Linked DNA regions of Gossypium hirsutum: region 1 is linked to region 2. A link is a contact called in public Hi-C data. All regions are on one chromosome and are shown on one strand. The core of a region is the stretch at or near the end of the contact, and the rest is flanking DNA. Distances in the headings are between cores, read along the strand shown.

The links. A called contact is a pair of places that touch in the nucleus more often than the background predicts.
Region 1: a contact with region 2 is called in a Hi-C map of leaf, with 1.6 times the contacts expected there. The contact joins two enhancer-like sites. A contact is called at or near these places in 2 of 34 Hi-C or Micro-C datasets (both in leaf).

The regions. Positions count from the first base shown.
Region 1 is chrA07:87,985,988-87,992,863 of Gossypium_hirsutum_v2.1, forward strand. No RefSeq gene overlaps it. Among protein-coding and RNA genes, the nearest start is that of LOC121203754, 29 kb to the right of the region's middle. Within about 2 kb of position 5,069, at least 2 of the 9 cell types and tissues checked have an H3K27ac peak or open chromatin away from gene starts, as enhancers often do. A contact at or near this core is called in leaf, where this site is marked.
Region 2 is chrA07:87,902,691-87,909,904 of Gossypium_hirsutum_v2.1, forward strand. No RefSeq gene overlaps it. Among protein-coding and RNA genes, the nearest start is that of LOC121204265, 19 kb to the left of the region's middle. Within about 2 kb of position 3,156, at least 1 of the 9 cell types and tissues checked has an H3K27ac peak or open chromatin away from gene starts, as enhancers often do. A contact at or near this core is called in leaf, where this site is marked.

The DNA.
Region 1 (6,876 bases), core at 3,819-6,318, 85 kb after region 2:
ATATTTGGCACGACAAGTGGGGTTTTGAGGGGCTGGCTGGTGACTCCATTCGGTTTGACAAGAGGTGGATCCAGGAGAATAACGTGAGTGAGCTTTTGATGGAGAGCGGGGACGGCTGGCAGGAGACTAGGGTCAAGGAGATTTACGGCGATTATTTGGGGGACCAGATTTGTAAAATTCCCATTATTCATAATGGTCCGGACGATAGGCTTATTTGGTTCCACAACCCTCACGGTTCTTACACGACAAAATTCTGCATATTCTTGGTTGACCCTTAAGCACGTAGGGTATGGTCCTCACCGAGTCTTTTGGCGACTTACGTGGAAGCTTCAAACCCTCCCTAAGATTAGAATTTTTTGCTGGCGGCTGGGCCACGAGCATCTTCCTACAAATGAAAAAATAGCTTGCATTCGGAGTGGCTTCGATAGTACTTGCCCGAGGTGCGGTGTGGAGAAGGAGACCCTGATTCACGCTTTAAAAAACTGTCCGAAGGCTCGTGCAGTGTTAGAGTATGGTGGGCTTAATAATACCTTGCTGGAGCGAGATTACGTTCGGTGCAGTGACTGGATTGAAGGAGCGGCGCGTCTGTTGGATAAGAAGGCCCTGTCTGACTTCATTATTGTCTTGTGGAACATTTGGAACAGCAGGAATAATCGTATTTTTCGTGGAGAAGACGAGGTAGCCAAGACGACTTGGGAGAGAGCCGCTTTGTTGAGCCATGATTTCCGTATTTTCAATCTGCTGAATGAGCCTGTTTTGCCGCGTAAGGTTGAGAAAAAAGTCTGGAGAAAACCTGAGCAGGGTTGGATAAAAATGAATTTCAATGCCTCAGCCAAAGGCCAAAGAATGTATTTTGGGTTGGTGGCTCGAGACTTTGATGGCTTTGTCTTGGGTGGAAGGATGGGCGTGGTGGACAATGAGGGACATAGTGATTGGGCGGTGCTGTTGGCACTGGAAGAGAGTATCCATTTTGCCCGGTCAACGGGATGGAATACAGTGGAGCTAGAGACAGATTGCGCCAGTATTCTTAACCGCTATAATAAGAGGGGCAGTGACTTGACGACTTTCGGCCATTGCATGCATAGGATTCACTCTGAGCTAGTTCTGTTTAGTAGTTTTACTTTTAACTGGGCTCCGTGTTGTTGTAATAAAGTTACGAATAAACTTTGTTCTTTGGCTTTGACCAATTTTTGTACTTTGGATTTTAACATGGATTATCCTGCCGATATTCATGAGTTGGTTTTCAATGATGCAATAAAATAAGGTTGACCTGCGGGTCGTTTTCTATCAAAAAAAAAGAATGTCGCCTCGTAGCTGGTAGCCTGGTAGCAGCGCCTGGTAGCGTGTTTTTTCTCCAAGAATTGGGCGATTTCTGTTCTTGTTTTTGTGTGTGTGTCTGCCTTATTCGGTTGAATGTTATTGCAGTTGGGGTGGGTTCTGAGTGTGTTTCGTTTGTTTATGTGGATTGTTTTTGAGTTTTGTTATCGTTTTGCTTTGGATGGTTGCTGTACGGTGCCTTTACTTTGATGCGATAGGCTTCTGGCGGTGTTCCTGGTCTGACAAGACGTTTCCTGCAGAGCTTTTGCTTCTTTCTTTACGGTGACTTTTGTCCGTTTTACTTTTCATTGGTTTTTGTTTCTTCATTTGGTATTGTATTTATGTTTATTGAAATTTGTGCTTGAATGCTGGTTAGTGCGCTGGGGGCCACACGGTGGCCGGGTTCTTTTCCTTATTGCGACTTTTCCTCGTTCTTTTTTATGCATCCGCATGAAAGTGGGTTTTTCTTTATTTCTCAACGTACAAAGTGCATGTTTCATGCTTGCAGGGTTCTACGTATTTTGTGTCATGTTTAGTGATCTTTATTAAGCTGATCGCTTTCTTTTTTCCAATGGTGTTTTCTTTATTGCTCTTGCTGGGTTGTCGCCTTTTCCGTGGCTGTCTTTTGCTTGTTCAGATGTCGAGATATCGCATGGTTTCTGTATGCTGAGGGTTATCCTGTTGATTCGTTTATTTTGGTTGGTTTCTTTCGGGTTTTTCGCAAAGCTTGGTTTCTCTGTTTTTTTCCTTTGTACAGGTTTGTTTCTTGGGGAGTGCCTCTCGTCTTTTCCTTTGGGAGCTGGGCTTCCACTGGTGGGTGCCATCTCTGCATGATTTATGTTCCTTGGGCTGTGTTGTTCGGTTTTCTTGCTCGAGCGCTGATTCCCTGGGTCGGCGGGTTGGCTTTCCTGCGAGCCCACCTTCTTTCTTTCTGGTTGGTCTTGGTTTCTTGGTTGTTCTTTGACGGAAGATCGAAGATCTTCAAGTTCAAGCTTTACGGGGTGATTTATCATCTCTTTTCTTGACGCATCAAGGGTTTCGAAAAGGGATAAGCTCTTTCTTTGTCCTGGCGATTTTAGCGTTTCAAAGGATAAAGATACGTGGGGGAGAAAAACCAATGAAGATTCTCTGCTGGAACTGCCGTGGGATTGGTAACCCAGCGACAGTCCGTGAATTAAAGCAAATGTCGTTGCTAATGACCCTGATATAGTCTTCCTTAGTGAAACAAAAATTAATGCTAATAAATTCTCTTCTGTTCGCAGTAGGTGTAAAATGGAAGGATGCTTGGCTGTTAACGCGAACGGCAAAAGTGGTGGACTGGTCATGATGAGGAAGGAAAGTGATAAGGTCAAAGTTCAAACATATTCCAGTAATCACATTGACTCGATAATCAAGCTGGAGAATGACAATCCCATTCGGTTCACGGGATTCTATGGAAATGCCGAACCAAACAAAAGACAGTGCTCGTGGAATATGCTGAGAAGGGTGGGTCAGTCTGTTGCGGAGAAATGGATCATTGGGGGTGATTTCAATGCTATTCTCGACAATGCGGAAAAAGAGGGGGGTAGGAGAAAGCCAAGTGCTCTAATGGAGGACTTTCGGGAGGTTGTCGATGAGCTCTCAATGGTTGATTTGAAAACTGATAATGGATGGTTTACCTGGGTTAATAACAGGGATGGTACGGCGTTGGTTAAGGAGAGACTTGACCGGTTTTTAATGTCTGCTAATGATGTGGCGAGGTTCCCCTTTATGGAAACCAAGGTGATCCGTCAATCTACTTCAGACCATGATGCCATCATTTTAGATACTGAAGGACGGAAGCTGAGAGATAGACATAGAGATCCTAGGCTTTGTTTTAAATACGACGTTTGCTGGGCTAAAGATGTGGAAGCAAAGAAAATCATCAAGGAAGCGTGGCAGAAATGTTCCAAGGATATAATGGGAAAGATCGAGATGGTGGGTAAAAAGTTTGGTGGATGGCAATATAAGAAGCTTAAACAAATGCGTAACCAGATGGGTACCCTGCAGGTAAATATAAACAACGTCATTGATCGCCAGGGGGGTACGTATGCGAGTAATAAGCTCAAAGCTTTGAGAATAAAGCTGGGCAAGCTGTTGGATGAAGAGGAGAAATATTGGGCCCAGCGCTCTAGGATCCAATGGTTAAAAGAAGGGGATAGGAATACCCGGTTTTTTCATGTGAGAGCCACAAACAGAAGGAAAAAAAATAACATTACTAGGCTTAAAGACATGGATGGTTACTGGAAAAAGAACACGACGGATATCAGCAAGGCGATCAGAGAGTATTGTCAAAAGTTATTCAAATCCAATTTAAATTCTAATACTATGCTAAACCTTGATTATGTTGAGAGCTGTATTACAGGTGAAGAAAATGACAGATTGCTGAAGGACTTTACGGAAAACGAAATTAAGGAAGCGTTCAGTCAAATGGATCCTAGGAAAGCTCCGGGAATTGACGGTTTGTCGGGGAATTTTTTTAAAGAAAACTGGGAAGTGGTGGGGGAAGATATTATTAAGCTGTGTCATGATATTCTTAGGGGTGTTAAAAATGTGGATTGTATAAATGATACTATTATTTTTCTAATCCCTAAAATTAAAGAGCCGGTGGATATAACTAATTTTAGGCCGATCAGTCTTTGTAGGATGGTGTATAAAATCGTTGCCAAAGTGCTTGCAAATCGTTTGAAGGAAACACTCCCGTCATGCATTAGCCAAAATCAGAGTGCTTTTGTTTCGGGGAGGATGATCCACGACAACATTTTAATTGCCCATCAGTTAGTCCATTATCTCCAAAGTACAAAGAACGGGCCAAAAAAGGGGTTCGTAATTAAGCTCGATATGAGCAAAGCGTACGATCGAGTGGAGTGGCAATTTATTGAAGAGGTGATGAAGAAAATGGGCTACGCAAATGAATAGGTGACTAAAATAATGAGATGCGTTCGGTCGGTCCGTTATGTTGTCAAATGCAATTCTACCCTCTCCGAGACGATTGCACCGAAAAGAGGCTTAAGACAAGGGGATCCTCTATCTCCTTACCTTTTTTTATTTTGCATGGAAGCGTTTTCAAAAATGTTAATTCGTGCACAAAAAAACAATGTGCTTAAGGGAATTCGTGCTAGCATAAATGGGCCTCGTATTAATCACCTTTTTTTGCCGATGATGCACTCCTTTTTATTCGTAATAAAAAAAAGGATGTGGAGGAAATTGTGAATATTATTTCAAACTTCAATTGTGATTCGGGTCAAGAGGTTAATAAAGATAAATCTATGATTATGTTTAGCCCGAATACTCCGTTGGCCCAAAGGCAACTATTTAACTCCATGCTTGGCATGCGTATTGTTGATAAGCTAGATAGTTACTTAGGGTTACCGTTACCTGTTAGTAGAAAAAAATCATTAGCTTTTACTAACATTATTAATCGTTGCAATTGCAGAATAAATAGCTGGTCAAAACGTTTATTATCTTACGGAGGGAAAGAGGTTTTTATCAAAGCCATTGTTCAAGCTATTCCAACGTATGCTTTCTCTGTTTTTCTGGCCCCTAAAGGCATTATCGAAGATCTTCATTCAAAATTGGGACAGATGTGGTGGAATAATAAAGACAAAGCACGGGGGTGGGCAATGATAACCTGGGAAAAATTGTGTTATCCGAAGGGAATGGGAGGCATGGGCTTTCGGGATTTACATCTGTTCAATTTGGCTCTACTTGGCAGACAGGTTTGGAGGCTTATGACCCAACAGGACACGTTATGCTTCAAAGTGTCAAGTGCCAAGTATTTCCCGGATGGGGACGTGTTTAGATACAAACAGAGTGATAAACTATCTTTCACTTGGAAGAGCATAGCCAAGGCGGTTGATGCGCTAAAAGACGGTTTTATATGGCACGTGGGCGATGGAAATAAGATTGATCTTAGACGGGACCATTGGGGGGTTGAAGGCATTATAGGAGAGTCGGTGTGTTGGTCTCCTTTTGCTAATAATGAGAGAAAGGTCAAAGATTTGTGGGACCACGAAAATAGGAGGTGGAAACGGGAGAGGGTGGTTGAGATTTATGGTGATACTTTGGGGGACTGCATTTGCAATTTGCCCATTTCTCATAATGGCATCAAAGATACCAGGACGTGGATTCAAAACCCGCACGGCATTTATACTACCAAATCGGCGTACTCCTGGATGATTCTTAGGAAAGTTGGTTTCGGTCCCCATAGATTTTTTTGGCGCTCCATATGGAAATTAAAGATGCTCCCAAAGATTAAAATTTTTAGCTGGAGAATTGGTCACAATATCCTCCCAACTTTTGATAATATTGCTCGTATTCGCCAGGGGTTTAATAATACCTGTCCGAGATGCCAAAACAGAGAAGAGACGCTGATTCATACGATGAAAGACTGCTCCAAGGCTCGTGAAGTCCTTGTCGCTGGAGGTTTAAATAATAGATTGCTGGAAGGGGATTACATTAACTGTATCGACTGGCTCGAAGATGTGTTTCGTGAGCTCGATAATAAAGCTGCTGCTGACTTCTTAACCCTTCTCTGGAACAGCTGGAATGATAGAAACAATATGGTTTTTAATGGGAAGATGGATGCCGCGGTGATGATTTGGGAAAGGGCAAGTACTTTAAGTAAAGATTTTAGAATCTTTAAGTTCACTGAACCTCCGGTCTTCTCCCCGATTCAGACGAACGAGAGCTGGGAAAAGCCTCCAAATGGCTATATCGAAGTGAATGTTGACGCTGCGGTTTCGAAAGGATGCAGTGGATTTGGCGCAATCGCTAGAGACCACGATGGTTTTGTCCTGGGGGATGCTATAAATTCAGGGAAGAAACTTTGGACGTTGGTTGGGCTGAGCTGGAGGCGTTTAAAGAAGGAATAAAGTTAGCCGAAAACTTAAATTTGACCCAGCTAATTCTGGAATCTGACAGCGCTGTATTGGTCAACAAGGTTAATAAGAGGACGCAGGATATTACCAACTTGAGCCAGCGTATTAAGCAAGTGTGCGAAGCCTTTAAAAATTTTCATTCGGTCCAAATTATTTGGTTAAATCGGAATAGAAATACTGTAGCTGATTATTTGTGTAAATTAGCTATTCGAATAAGTGTGATGTGTATTTTGATATGGATTATCCTTTGGATATCCATAATATTATTCTTAAAGATGCTATAAAATGAGGTAGACCTTTGGGTTGTTTTTCTTTAAAAAAAAAAAGAATGTTGCCTGGTAGCAAATTGACGAAGTTTTTTTTAGCTCTTTAAGGGGTAGAGATCCGCTGTCCCCCGACGTGGCCCCTCCTCGAACCCGAGGTGGGGTGCGTCCGCAGCCCCCATGGGGTCGGATAGTCCCGCAATGACTCACCAACGGTGGTGGGTCAATCGCCGGCGCTAGTGGCCGGGGTGATGATTTTCCGGCCGGTCAAGCCCGTGCCCATAGAAATGTAGCCAACGACTCGAAGACCAGGTTCCCTATATTGGGCAAAGATCTCTTGGGGTGGCTTACAGGTTGGTAATGGCGAGAAGATAAATATTCGGGCTGATAATTGGGGA
Region 2 (7,214 bases), core at 1,906-4,405:
CAAGTAATTTTGTATTTCTTTTAACCTTAGGGAAAGGGTTTCTTGTAATTTTAGTCAACATACATGTATTGCATTTTCCAATATTATTATTAAAAATAGTAATTAAATCTAACTTATACATGTAATTCAATTTCCTATAATTCAAATAACCTAATCTATAATGCCATAAACAAAAAGACTCAACCATATAAGAAAAAATAATATTTTTATTCTTATTAATAATATTTAGTTTGAACATACTCTCATACATATACCCTTTTCCTACAAAAATTCCTCCCTTAGACAAAATAAACTTATCGGCCTCAAAAATAATTTTGAAACCAAACTTATTTAACAGACTTCCAGACACTAAATTCTTTCTAACTTTTGGTACATAATATACATCATTTAAGGTTAAAACCTTTTCAGAAGTAAATTGTAGTTCAACAGACCCTTTGCCTTTGATTGCTGCGGTGGAAGAATTTCCCATGTACAAGACATTGTCATTTTCACATTGTGTGAACTTTGTGAACATGCTTTTGTCTTTGCACAGATGTTTGGTTGCTCCGGTATCAATCCACTATGTATTATCATCTTGAGCCATATTAATTTCAGATATCATTGCAACGAACTTTTCGTTATTATCAGCCTTAGAAGATGATTTCTTCTTTAAAAATCGACATTCATTCTTGAAATTTCCCGGCTTACCACAATGATAGCATGAGCCCTTTTGTTTCTTTTTGAACTTAGGTGCTCTATCAGTCTGTTTGAACTTTCTCTTGAATGGTTTAGTAGTCTGTACTTCCTCCGTAACATGCACTTTGGCGTTTTCAGAATTTAGATTCTGATCTTGCTTTCGATATTCTTCTTTAATACGAAGATGATTTGCCAAAGCCTCAAGAGATATTTCCTCTTTCTTATATTTTAGACTTTTTTTAAAGTCTTTCCAAGATGGAGGAAGTTTGTCTATTGTAGAAGATACAACAATCATTTCATCTATTTTCAAATCATATTGCTTGAATTGATTCAGCATCTTTTCAATATCACAGAATTGTTCCATAACAGAATGACCATAAACCATTTGATAATTATTGAAACAACTGACAAGAAATTTCTTACTTGCAACATCCTCGATCATGTATCTTGTTTCCAATTTGTCCCATAATTCTTTAGCGGTGACCTCGTTTTGGTAGGTGTCGGACAAACCATCAGATAAACCATTCAATATGTGGCCCATGCACATGTAATCAGTATTGTCCCATTTTTGTCTTTCTCGGGTTGCAGCAACAGATTCGTTTTCAGTCTCGTCAGGTCTTGGAGTATCCAAAACATAAGCAATCTTCAAAGTTGATAATAGGAAGTGCATCTTTTTCTACCATCATCGAAGATTGCCACCATCAAACCGATCAAGTCTGACAAAATTGGAAGCCAACTCCCTTAGTGTTCCACTTTCATGAGTTGTGGTAGACATCATGAATTATAACCTTAAAATTGTTAGTACAAAACTTCGGTGAGGAAAATCTCGAACAGACGAACGGAACTCGAATAAAAGAAGAAATAGGACAAGGCTCTAAGGCGTGTATTAAGCCACTATCTTTAAGGTTATATTCGCCCCCACCTATCTTCAGTGTGCAAACGAGTTCCAAGCAAATTAACCTCGAGGATACAATGAAGCCAATGACTATTTGCGTTTTGCACTGACGAGAATAGTCCACTACACACTGAGCAATATATGACAAGTAACTCAATTTCTATATAGAATTTCTGCAGTAATACTTTATAGAATAATCTAATAATATTAGAAAACGAAGGAAGGAAAGAAAGAATCTTAGAGTTCGATGGTATGATTTCCAAATGAAATCTCATTCCTATTTATAGGAATTTTCATGTCTCTTCATAGAGACATCTTTCATCAATAGGTGTCTTTCTGAATAATAATGTATTTAAAATTATTCATTTAATTATAATTATTCAAATAAAATTATTTAAATAGTTATAATTCTTTTTCAAAAAATCAAACAATATAATCTTTTGATTAATTACACCTATTCATTTATAGTTATTGGAACACTATAAATATTTGAAAATATTCCAACAAGTTGATTCGAATAACTTGATTAACTTAAATAATTCGAACTATTTAATTTAAAATTTAAAATTTTTATCAAGTTTTTCGAATCAAATCAAAATTTACTCACCTTTATTTGAACGCACTTAAGTCTACGCCCTCTTGTATTAACAATAAGCTAATACTCAATTTGCAAGATATCCACAAATCTAAAATAATGTACGAATATTAATTATAGAAAAACATAATAAAAGATGAATACAAATACCTTAGGTGTTTGAATGAATTGTGAGGAGTGAAATCTCATTTCCCAATATAAGATAGGAGCAATTTATATAAAGATGCATACAAATTGTTGATGACAAAAAAGGGTTCATGTTGCCTGTCTTTAGCTATTTGAGACACTTTGCCTGCTCTGCTAATTTCTGGGCTGTTTTGCAGATTGAAAATGAAAGATTTCCCCATCTCACAATTTCCATCAACCAATTGAAGATTTTTAGGAAGGTAAATTCAAGGATTATGTAATTTTTATTTTAAAAATAGTAATAGTGAAATAAAAAGAACGTGAAGTGAAGGGGCATTTGCAGAAAGTAATAAATGAGTGAGGTGAGAAGGCAATGGAAGGTAATGATGACTATTCATAAATAGGTTCAGATGGGGTTGGTAGGTGGCTTTGCTCCTTTCTCTCTGTGTCTCAGCTCAATCAAATGCATGCAAAACCATTACAACCACGACGTGCTTATTTCAGAAACTCAAGGCATTCCTCACACCATCCAATGCGCCTTTGTGTATTTGGATATCACATTTATTATTCATGGTAAAAATAAATATTATTTTTTAAATATTTAAATTTGTTATTTGAGGTTTTATTTAGACATCCAAATCATTATTTACTGATAAAAATAATTTTTAAGTCCTGATCTGATTTGGATTTGAATAAAGAATTAGTAGTTCTAATCATGACATTCCTGCTGGACCATGGCATTAGTTGTAGTGCATGTATGGAGGCCGAATTATATTTTTTGACTAAAGATTTAGATATCCCTGCTCTGCACTGCACTGCGATGCACTGTACTGCACTGCCAATGCCATGGGTGGCCCCTTAAATGTAATTAGAGAAGGCATGTGGCACGTAGTATAAATAATAAATAAGAGGGGGGGACCATTTGAGATTGACCTAACAATGCAAAAACCTCTCCGTTCTGAGACTGCCGCAGTTAATACATACATACATACTATAAGACATGGGAATTAGGGAATTACAGTAGCTTTTGCTATTGCTTTTTTCTTTATATGAGTTTGGGAAGTGCAAAGAGAGGGACAAAACGGATGGTCAAACTATGTGGTACATTGCTGCTACTCTCCCATTTGGCATTTGTATCTAACCCTCTTAGGCCTACGGTCTTGTTTTTTTGTTATTTCCTTTTCTTTTCTGCCCTATTGGAGAAAAATATTTTATAGTGTTTGGTAGGTACGTAAACCTATCTATGGGTTTTGAGAAAATAAAACCCTATCTATGGGTTAGATAAAATTCCTTGTTCTAACGTTAATCTTTTATAATTAAAGTTAAAACGGTTAAATTAATTTTTACATATTAGATTAAATAATAAATTAAATTTTTTAGTTAAAATTTTTATTTATTTTAAAATTTAATATGATTGGTAGAATAATTAAATAGTAATATGTAACATGTTATGTACACTTTATGATTTTTAACATAGAAATGGATGTAATTTTTAATAAAATGATCAATTTATTTTTTTTAACGTATAAAAATAATTTTTTAATTTCATGAATAAAGAAAATAAAATACAATCTAACTTTTAATATTAGTATTCCTATATTATTTCTATGAAAAAGTGATAATTTAAAATCCCAAACTCACTTTTATTTATTGCTAAAAAAATTAAATGAATTTGGATGCACTATCAAATTTCAATTTAAGATTTTTCTAGCTTTTCCTTTTCATAAGAAGATCAAAGGGTATCTCAAGATTTACTTAGATTTTAATTCTCTATTTTAGCAATATATTTGCTCACTTTGTCTTGATACATGGCTTTATAAAAAAAATCTCATGATATTAAACCTAGATGGAAAAATACCCAAGCTTCTAAGGAAGTAGGAATAGGGAGATTAAGTATAAAATATTTCTATTTTCTACTACCATTTCTCATTAAACGATATCTGTCAAAAAACTTGTAACGATAATATTTTAATTTAATATAAGTTTGAAAATTGAAAAGTTGCAAAACATTTATTTTTTTAAAGTAAAAAAACATTCTTTAATTTCAAAGAAATTAAGAAGAGAGAAAAGGAAGCATTTACTAACAAAACAAGCACAGAAAACGACACATCAACCAAATCCCTTCGTATTACTTTGATAAACTTATGGCACACAAGACTGAGACTGTATATAAATAGATAAGTTTAAGGAGCTTTTTCTCATCTTTCATGGCACTGTTTCCACTTCCTCCATATCCATTTTCTACTGACCAGTCCAAAAAGTCTTAACCCTTCTTCATTGGCTTTCCGAGCCATAAGCTCCTATCAATGGCTCAACGACGCCCATTGCCACCCTTGATCATGGACCTGACCATCGCAGTTCGTCCGCCAGGTCATCAACATCCTAGCTCAAGAAAAGTAGATTTCATGTTATGAAGTCCATGGCAATATCTCTCCTGAGCTTATTCTTCTTATATCTTTTCTTCTATTCTCGAAACTCTTTGATGATTATTCGAGTTTTCTTGACCTTGCAAGTCCGTAAGTAAGGTAAAATTGTTCTTGATCACTTTAAGAATTTTCAAGAGACTCTGAGCATAAAATTTCCATCAAAGGTTCGAGAAAGTTCTTATCTATCTTCTATCCCTCCTGAGCTGTCTCTTCTCTTCGTCTCATTTCTCTTTATTCTAGCTAGGGTTATCTTTTATCAACTGTTTAAGTTTTTAGCTTAAAAGTATTTCTAAATGCAATTGGATTATCCGAATAAAATTTATGAGCTTACAATGTACGTGGTTGTTGAAAGAAATATGTATTTGCCAATTTTAGTTTTCTTTACAATTTTTTTTGTAGTTTTTTTAATATTCTATGTATTTACTAAAGAAAAAGAAAAAAGAAAACATCCTACGAAGCAATATCAAAGAAGAAAATGTAAAGGAAAAAGATTAATTTACAGAACATCCTTGAAAAAAGATGACATATGAACAATGGAATTAGGACTAAAGGAATCTTTGGTTCATGGTGAGATTCAACTCTATATTGTTGGATACATGCACTTAATAGTGAGATCGTAAATTAAAAACCCTGGGTTCATTAACACATGGTTGCATATGATGAAGTTGTGTCTTAAAAAAGACTGGATGATCCGACTTACTAGCATCTCATAACCTTAGTGTGCTATTCGTAGATGCATGCATAACAGCAAATTGGTTTCCACAAAAGAATTTCGCACAGGAGACTGTTTTCTTGGTGCACAATAAACACATGAAATGGACTACTGATGTTTTCTTAAATTATAGCAGTGGATACGATAAGGCAACAAAATTTCATAATAATAATTATTCTTACAACAAATTTGGGAGGAAATGGGTACACATCGCTCAAATCTTGGTGTTAATATCAGCTTACAATAATTTTCCAGGTACAACTGTGATTTTATTAACTTCAATAGTTTTTGGGTTCTTTTCTCCTACAGAAAAATAGTACCGATTTAGCAATGACAAAGCTGGAAAGATTAATAAAAGCGCAGCAATGCAAAGTGAAAGTTTGCAATATAAAGTGAATTTCAACTTCCAACATATATTTATTCAAAACTCCCCTTGCTAGTTGTGTGTATACATAGAGATACTAGGGAGCTCCAACCTAATAACAACAAAAAATTGAACACCCCAAGTTATTTACTATTATACTGTTAACTAGTTGATACCTTCAGTAATATTAAGTATAAATATTTGTACTTATTTTTAGTCTTCATGAGATTTATTATACAAAATTGCATATATACTAATAATTTATTAAAACAGCCTATGAATCTATTGCGCCTTCAAATACGAATAATGATCCCATTTGGAAAATTTTTTGGAGATGCCGCAAAGGATCGATTATTTCTTTGGTTGGGCTGTAATAACAAGTTGCTTATTTGAATATGGATTCTTTACAACATTGATTTGTATCGTATTTCTTTGAATAGAAGTATGGTAAAAGTTTGGTAGCCAATTTCATGGTTCCCTCCTTTGTATGTATGGAAATGAATGTGGATGGCGCCTGTAAACTTGGTACTAATTTAGCATCAGCTGGCGGTGTTATTAGAGACTCCAATGGTAGATGGCTTTGGGGTTGTGGTTGTAACATTGGCTTATGTAAGTCGTATGAGGTAGAGTTGTTTTGGGGGGGGATCTTCGATGGAATCCACCAAGCTTGGAACGGTGGAGGCCACCGCATCAGTGGATTGGATTTACATTTTAAAATTTTAAAAGTATATCATTATTTAATTTATTGACAAAACTTTATGATGAATCTTTCACATTCATTTTATGGTTTATAAAAAATAATTCTTTCGAGGTTGATTGTAAAAAACTCTAACTCAAGTCGACGAGAACTTTGATTAAATTGAATTACATGAGATACCTATGACCATCTCTACTAACTGAGAGTCTGTTTATCTCAAGGTCACCTAAAGGCTAACCTAAAATGAATTTTTTGACTAACTGGTTGGATTTGTCTAGGTTCCATACTTTACTGCTTATGCTATCCAACGTTCTCACCAAGACCATATATGGCCAGAATTACCATATTTCAATCATAACTAACAACCCACCATGTAATATATACATATATACATCTTATTCCTTAAGAAGAATGCTTAAAAGCCAAGCAAACCCTCCATATATATATACACATATCATTCCAAGCATGACCATGGGGCCTATATGACCTTAATTACACACCAAAAACAAGAACCTAACATGTTTCTTATCACATCTAAGAGTACATACATGCCACAATTATAGGGAGCAAAATTGAAGGGGAAATAAATACTTTCAAAATGAAAGAACCCCTAAATTGACCTAGCAGTGCGAATGTCCCATCCTCGCCTGGATTGATAATTTACTATGCACGGAGACAACAAACCGCCAGCTGAATTTTTCTCAAGCTCAGTAATGCTCATACA